Linked DNA regions of Columba livia: region 2 is linked to region 1. A link is a contact called in public Hi-C data. All regions are on one chromosome and are shown on one strand. The core of a region is the stretch at or near the end of the contact, and the rest is flanking DNA. Distances in the headings are between cores, read along the strand shown. Region 1 has its middle 34 kb from the start of SLC5A7. Region 2 overlaps ST6GAL2 (ST6 beta-galactoside alpha-2,6-sialyltransferase 2).

Region 1 (3,665 bases), core at 826-3,325:
ACCATGAAAGAACATCAGAGGAACATGAAGAGACAGTTTGTTTTGCCAGTACACAACAGAATTAAGCCCAATCTTGCCTTGATCTCGGATTTGGATTTACAATGTCTTTCCTGTAAGTTTGCTCAAAATCAAAACTAATTAAGATCTTGGGTGGTCCTGAATTAAAAGGAACTATATCCTCTGAATCATTGATTAGAACCAGGATGCAAAACATACATTTCTTTCCTTTCTAAATAACTTTGTTACTTAGCAGCATGCAAAATCTCTGTTTCTTCATTGTAGGGGTTCTGGGAAAGAAATCTCACTTTTAGTCTCTACCTAAAATGTGTAGGTTTTAGTTTTCTTGCAAAAATTTAAAGCACGTTAAAAAGAATTCTTTCCCTTCAGATTAATGAAGGCATAAGCTTGAAATCCACTTGAAGATTAAGGGCACTGTCTTCTCTATGGAGTCACACTAAATTGAATGTTATTTATAATTTATAGGAATGCTGAGTAGGAGGAGATTCCTGCAATATATAAACTTTCATCCATTAATTTAATGAATATAATTATTGCCTAAATCTTATACATAATTCTTACCATGTTGAAAGAACAGTCTGTACAGATTTTTCAGAACATTACCACTAAACCTCCTTAAACTTCTCTCAACTTACTTTATTTGAGATGCACTGGATATTACCTCATTCTTCTGGGTACTGCATTACTACACACTTTGTAGGTTCCTACCACACATATTCATAAATATTATAGCACAAAATACACATTATATAGAATTATTCACCAACCAAATGTAGATGCTTTTACTCCTAAGGCCTGAGCTATGTCCTGTTGAGCAACTGCTCTCTGGCTGAAAATTGATGAAATGTCTTTGATCTTTAGAGCTGGTCACCAGAGTCTGATGCAGCTCCCACTGAACTCAGTGTGGATGTCTCTCTTGATTACAGGGAGAGCTGGTTTTGGTCTTTGAAGGAGACACTGTGTCTCCTACTGAAGCAGAGCACTTAGTTGGCACCTGTCTCAGCTATTGCTGAGCAATGACTCTGGGTTTAGACCCATTGCTGTTCCACCACCTTGGTTTGACTTTGATGTGTATTTTTTCACATCGTGACATGAGGATGTAATACAGGCTGAGGCAGATTCTCAGCTTGTGGAAGTCAGTATAACAATGTTGTTTCTATTAGCGAACCTGTCTCAAACATTCAGGGCCAGAAGCTGCCTATTTCAGTGGGCACACTATAGTCCAAAACCTCTGGTAGATCCCTGAAGATAATAAGGACCCTTCCCTTTGAATGTCACAGCTATCTGAGAACAAACCTGTTTCACAATTTCACTATTTGTAAATCAAATCATTACTTTGTGCTCTCCATCACACAGCTGAAACTTTGTCTTCTAATGTTTGAGCCACTGTGACCATTTGAGTTTCATAGGCATAATACTCCTAGTATAAACCAGTTATTATAAACAATGTACTTTCAATAGGCAAAACTGCTAGTCCATCAGCAAGACTAATTATGATTTATACTGCTCCATTCACAGGAATCTATAAGTTCCTTCTTTCAGAACAACATCTTTTACATAGTATTCCTAATTTTTACTGTGCAGACTTCTGTTGCTGTCCCTTTGAAATGCCTCTCATTTACACATTTAATCTCTTTTTCAAGGTTTTAACACTTGGCTGTGTATACATTCACAGCTGTGACAAATTTCACCTCTAAGTCTTAGAGCCTTTTTATTTCTGCACCAACATTTCACAGAAATCACAGTTGTCCTTAATTTGAAGGAATCCAGAAGCAGCAGCTTATGAAATCCAGATATTACCCTGCATTTCTGCAAACCACAACAGACACCTAGGTGGTTACAGTTGGGACCTATTCCAGATGGAGGCACAGAGAGAGAAATTTCAGAGGTAGATCCCTGCCAGCGTACTGCAATTTGCTGGGGCTGAAATTGTTTTGTACTTCTGAAGGTGGGGAAGGGAATTTTCTACCTTTTCCCCCCTCTTTTCCCACTGGGGAAAAAAGTCGCTGCACATCAGCAGCATGTGTAATGAATACAGAGTTTGCAAAGGGCAGAGCTTGTGGATCCCTTCCTCACTGCGACTGGGAAGGTATGTAATAACTACATTACCATGACAGGAAATACTTCTTGCTCCTTATATGCATTTATGAGAAATTGCAAGCCCAGTAAGAGCGGCCACAGGCTTTTTGCTAACTCTGCTGTGAGAGTTTGCTGTCTGAACTGGAGTCTGGCACCAGGCATCCCCGGGTCCGATGTGGGATAACAGTGAAGGACTTGAAAGTTGGGGCACAGGTTGTAAACAGAGGCTGCACAGATATAAACAACTCCATGAAGGACAGATACTGGCTGTTGGAGAAGAGCAGCCTTGAGACCTGAGAAGAAATTACTGTATTTCAAAGTATATAACAAAGAAAAGCAATGGCAAAGTATGGAAGCACCCCAGCTGATCAGCTGGTGCCATCCCTGCCACGGCCTAGGAAAATCATACCCTCTGGTGTCACTCAGTGCTTTGTCTGGGGTAGAGGCGAAAACCATCCAGAAATGCAAACATCTTGCAAAAAACTCCAGGTCCTGAATCTGGGGAGAGAAGTGGGATCACTGTCTGCTCCCACTGTTTGTCACTGAACTCAGCAGGACCCATATGCTACAAGCAAACAGGTGGAGATGTTTGTGGGTCTGTCTGAACTATATGTAAAGTATTAATATGAAATAATTACAGAACCAGAGGCTTACGATTTTGCTACTAAACACTGCTGCTCAAGCACTTCTATGCGACCAACTGGTAGGTAGATGACGATGTATTCAAATAAAATTCCCTATTTTTGGTATCTATATAATTGTCCTGTCAAGATTTTAGTAGTAGAAAATCTAGACTAAGGTCTGAGCAAACAGGAAAAAAGTAAAGTTTATGACTGAAAAGTGATTGGGTTAAAAAAATGGAGGAAAGAACAGCTCTGAAGCTGTGATCAAAAGATCTAAACAGATTTTTTGAACAGACAACTGAATCCAGTATATGCAACTATTCCATGCTGTCTATACTTAAACCCCCTCCAAGTTACAAACAGTTGCTAGAACGCATGTGGATATTATATGGAGAAATTAATTGTAAGGCTGGGTACCCATGGCATGGAAAGCAGATCCAGGCTAAATTGTCTGAAATCCAAATGGTGAAGGGCCAGGTTCCAGCACATTCTTCCCACAGGCTTGGCCCAATGCTTCCTGCCTTTCATTGTTTGCTCCTTGGGGAAGGAAATCAGGTTGGGATGTTTTGGGGAGAGGGATTTAGTGATCTCCTTAACACCAGAACAGCTGTATCCTTTGCTTCAGAGCCTGACCAGCCTAAATCTCCTAAGGGAGAGCTAGACTCACCCAGCTATATAGACATTTACACACAGAGTTTGTGAGGGCTGCTCAGTTTTTATCTGAAAGGATCCAGGTCTATACTCTGGCGCCATTTCCTGGAATTTCCCCATCCACCTCCTGATTTTGGTAAATAATGTTCCCAAATTTTTGGGTTGTCCTAGTGCCAACACATACACAGCATTGACATTATCTGGTAATTAAATCATACCTGTCTCATTCACTGTGTTGTCAAAGCAGACCATTTGGAATGTTGATACAAGAAAGATAATAATCTTAAGTTGCAC
Region 2 (3,665 bases), core at 561-3,060, 330 kb after region 1:
CTTTAATGATAATTTGGAAATTTGTATAGAATTGCCTTGACAGGTTGAAAGCTGTATAGACGAGCATAGATGAGAGAGGTGGAAGTTTCTTTGTGAAGCATCTGATGGACTTCAGTAATTACATCTATGAAACCACCTGTTTATTTAGCCAGTGTAGCTCATTGCAATCATAATTTTTGTTTTCCTACACTAATGTTTTTCTTTCTTCAATTGAATTGTGCTTCTGTCAGGAACACAGGGCATGAGCCTAAGCACATCCCCAGATGGTACAGAGGGAGATTCCTCTATGAGCAGCAGAGGGGTCCGCTGCCAGTGCAGTGGGGGGACCGTGAGGAACGCTTGGAGGGGCTGCCCTCTCCTCCCAGACATTCCTAAAGCCAGGGACTGCAAGGTGTGAGAAGTCACAGGGACTGAGGGGGAGAGGACTGGATGTTTAGTGCAGCGGGAGATAAGATAAACTGATATTTCTCCGGACTTACTGCAGCTTTCCAGGCACAGCCTTCAAGATCCTGTGAGGTTCTAGGGGTCCTCTTGCAACTAATACAGTAATGACCTTGAATTTGCTTCCAGCTCAGCTGTACTGCTGGAGGACAAGGCTTTTCTTGTGAGCAAAAAACATGAAAGCAGCACAGAGATTTGCCTGCATAGCTCCCGTCTTCAAGAGATTTGAGTATCCTTTTTGAGGCCCCACTTGCAACAAGGGATTGTAGATAAGCTTCTGCAGTAGTTAATGTGTAAACTTTACAGATTTATTCTCACTGGTGGCTTTCCTTTTGCTTGCAGTGTTGACAAATAGATTGCTGTATGCTGATTTTTTTTTCACAGCTAATTTTTTGCTACATGAAAACTCTAATCATGTGCATGCTCACATGTCCATGCTGACCAATAAAAATGTTGCTTTTATGACCTTATAAGTGTTATGGGAAAAAAAATAATTTGCTTTGTTTTAAAAATAATTGATAATGCAACTCATTCCTTTTTCAGATTGTAACCTGAATACCAAATTTAGGAGTCCACACTAATTCTTCATGCTGAGGCAGTCTGCTGCACCAAACACATGCAATCACAGACAATTAGAAACTTTCATCGTCTCACACGTGAATTAAGACTAAACCTTTTCTTTCTTACCAACTTCTGGTTATAAGACAACAAAACTGGGAAAAAAAATACGAAATCATGCGATTTTGCTATGGTTTGTGTTTAAATTGTGTTTGGACTTGTTATGTGACTGCGAAAAATATTGGTGACCTCTTCCTTTGTATCTTCGACTTCCTGCAAGCTTGTCTGTTTAAAAGATTCTGCAAGATGCTTCCTTTGCAGATCCTGTAAGAAATGTATATTCAGCAGGAGAAACATCTGACTGAGCAAAGACTAACTTACACAGTGTTTTGGAAGCCACGTGTTGAAAAGTGCTGGGGAAACACAGCAGGGAAAATGATAAAAAGGGATGAAAGCAGTTCAGACGAGTGAAGAATGCTGATTTAAAAATGCAAACCATCTGAACACTGATGAGTGGGCAGGTTGCAATAACTTCAGGGCAGACCTAAGTTGCACAACAGCCATATACTGTAAGTCGACTCCCACAGGACATTGACTGTAGTGATTTAAAATTGGATGGGGTAGGGGGGAGTGTCGAGGTTCTGCAGAGAGTAATCTTGCAGTAAGAGCAGCAGAGAGCAAGTAGGAAATGGGTCAGTGGGAGTAATAGCTTTTTTCCATGTGGTTTATGTGAACCAAGGCATACGTGTGTGGAGCACAGGGTTATCGCACTCCTGGATTTTTTTTTTCAGTGTACTCGAAATGAATGTGTTTGCAATGAAATTTGGTCATCCAAGTGTGAGATTATTCTCTGTTTGGACACTGCTTTGAGTCCCAAAGTTGGCTTGCTTTTTTTAATGTTCTGGGATTTGTCTTGGTCGTTAAAATAGACTGTGTTTGGAAATGTAATGCTGTGGCCTCACATTCCCAGGAGGTTAGCAGAAATCCTAGCCTGAAGTATCCCTGCTAATACCACCTGCGGTTTGTTCACGCCTCTGCATTGTGGTAGGCAATCTCCTCGTTTGTGCTGAAACAACTGGATGTGTGACCACACTGAAGTGGATAAGAGGACTGATCCAGTTTAAAAAAAAAATAAACCAAAACAAAAAAAACCCTCTGACATAGACTTCCCCTAATCCCCTGTTGTATCATTTTACTGATCCAGCTGTGTAGACAGGGGTGTTGGCAGTGGCAGGGGCACGGTGCAGGGATGAGGGACAGAGCAAAAAACACTTTATGCCAGTGTAAGTGCCAGTTTCTTTTCGATGTGAAAACACAGCCTTAGTTACAGGTTCAATCCAAAGTTTGCGCTCAACTTTGATGTAGTTTATCAGCTTGCAGAAAGGTGATAGAGTATGGTGAGTGTGGTTTTGGTCCCTCCTGATGGTCAAGTATAAGCAGGCAGGGTGTTACCAGAGGTGTATAGAGCTGTGAGTGCTGTTTGGACACAGTGTGATGAGATGGTGGCTCCTGAGACACAGGCTGTTAATGAAATTAAACCTGCCCCTGCTCCTGTTCCCCTTTTATGATCACAGCTGCCTGGTACATGTGGCTCTTACGTCCCACCATTAAGTAGCAATTGAAACAAATGGAGTTAGAAACAACAATACAAAAGAAAGGGCTTATTTTCAGTCAAGATCGGGTAAGTGATAGATCACTAAGTAGTATACTGAGCTACACTTCATTGTAGCACCTAAGGCTGATGATAGCCATTGTTCAGAAAGGTGAATGATAAGGCTTGTGATCAGGTAGGGCCGGACTTTCTTCAGCCAGCTTTGCCGCTGATACCCACACCACTTGATTAAGCAAGTGAGTTCATATAAGGACATAGCATGCGTGGTGGTCCAGCAATGTGTTAGTGTATTTTCCTTGGAACACAGCCCCCTCAGTCAGACTTCAGTTCAAGCTGGACCATATATCTCCCCACTAATGCATAAGCTGTCCAAAATTCCCGGGTATTAGTAGAGCACAGATTTCCAAGTCTAGGTCTGACATCTCCCCCTGCTTCCCCTTTATGTAAATCTCCATCATTATCCCAAAGGCATGTATTTAGTTAATTGTGCCAGCCGTTCCCCTTTTTGGAAAATGCATACTCCTCATGCCTTGACATGCAGAACTCTGTGCCACCTCAGTGTCTGTGCAGCATTCATAGCAGAGGTACAACAGCCACTCTCTTATTCGGGTCTGATCCTGGGCTGTGCTCCCCAGCAAATGATGTGGCCCACTGTTGCTGTACCAGTTCATGCCAGCTGGGGAAAAGTCTCCCCTCCAACCTGCCATGTGATGCTCTCCCCAGCTACTCCTTGATGGTACCCACAGACCACCATCCTTTCAGGGCCATGGGCAGAGGAGGGCTGGCCAGCTGAGAGTTGTGCTCCCTGCCTGATCCCTTTGTGGACAGGCTTGCTCGCAGTCCCGCTGCATGAGGACTTTCCACAGCAGAAGACAGCTGATGTTGTCCCCACTGTGCATACAGCCAGGCGTGGGTTTTGCTTTTGTTCTCTTACTGCTACGCTCAGTATAGCAGAAGCAGGCAGGCACATGATCTCCCTGAAGGCAGGATCCAGTGTTACTGTAGAAACTGGCCACCAGCTTCTTTTGTAGCTAGCAGCTGTCACTGTGTGGTT

Evidence for each region. A called contact is a pair of places that touch in the nucleus more often than the background predicts.
Region 2: a Hi-C map of liver shows a contact between it and region 1, with 1.9 times the contacts expected there. The contact joins two enhancer-like sites. A contact is called at or near these places in 2 of 2 Hi-C or Micro-C datasets (crop and liver).

Annotation. Positions count from the first base shown.
Region 1 is chr1:65,776,331-65,779,995 of bColLiv1.pat.W.v2, forward strand. No RefSeq gene overlaps it. Among named protein-coding and RNA genes, the nearest start is that of SLC5A7, 34 kb to the left of the region's middle. Within about 2 kb of position 2,076, at least 2 of the 3 cell types and tissues checked have an H3K27ac peak away from gene starts, as active enhancers do.
Region 2 is chr1:66,105,786-66,109,450 of bColLiv1.pat.W.v2, forward strand. All of the region lies in intron 2 of ST6GAL2 (ST6 beta-galactoside alpha-2,6-sialyltransferase 2), which reads left to right. Among named protein-coding and RNA genes, the nearest start is that of ST6GAL2, 150 kb to the left of the region's middle. Within about 2 kb of position 1,811, at least 2 of the 3 cell types and tissues checked have an H3K27ac peak away from gene starts, as active enhancers do.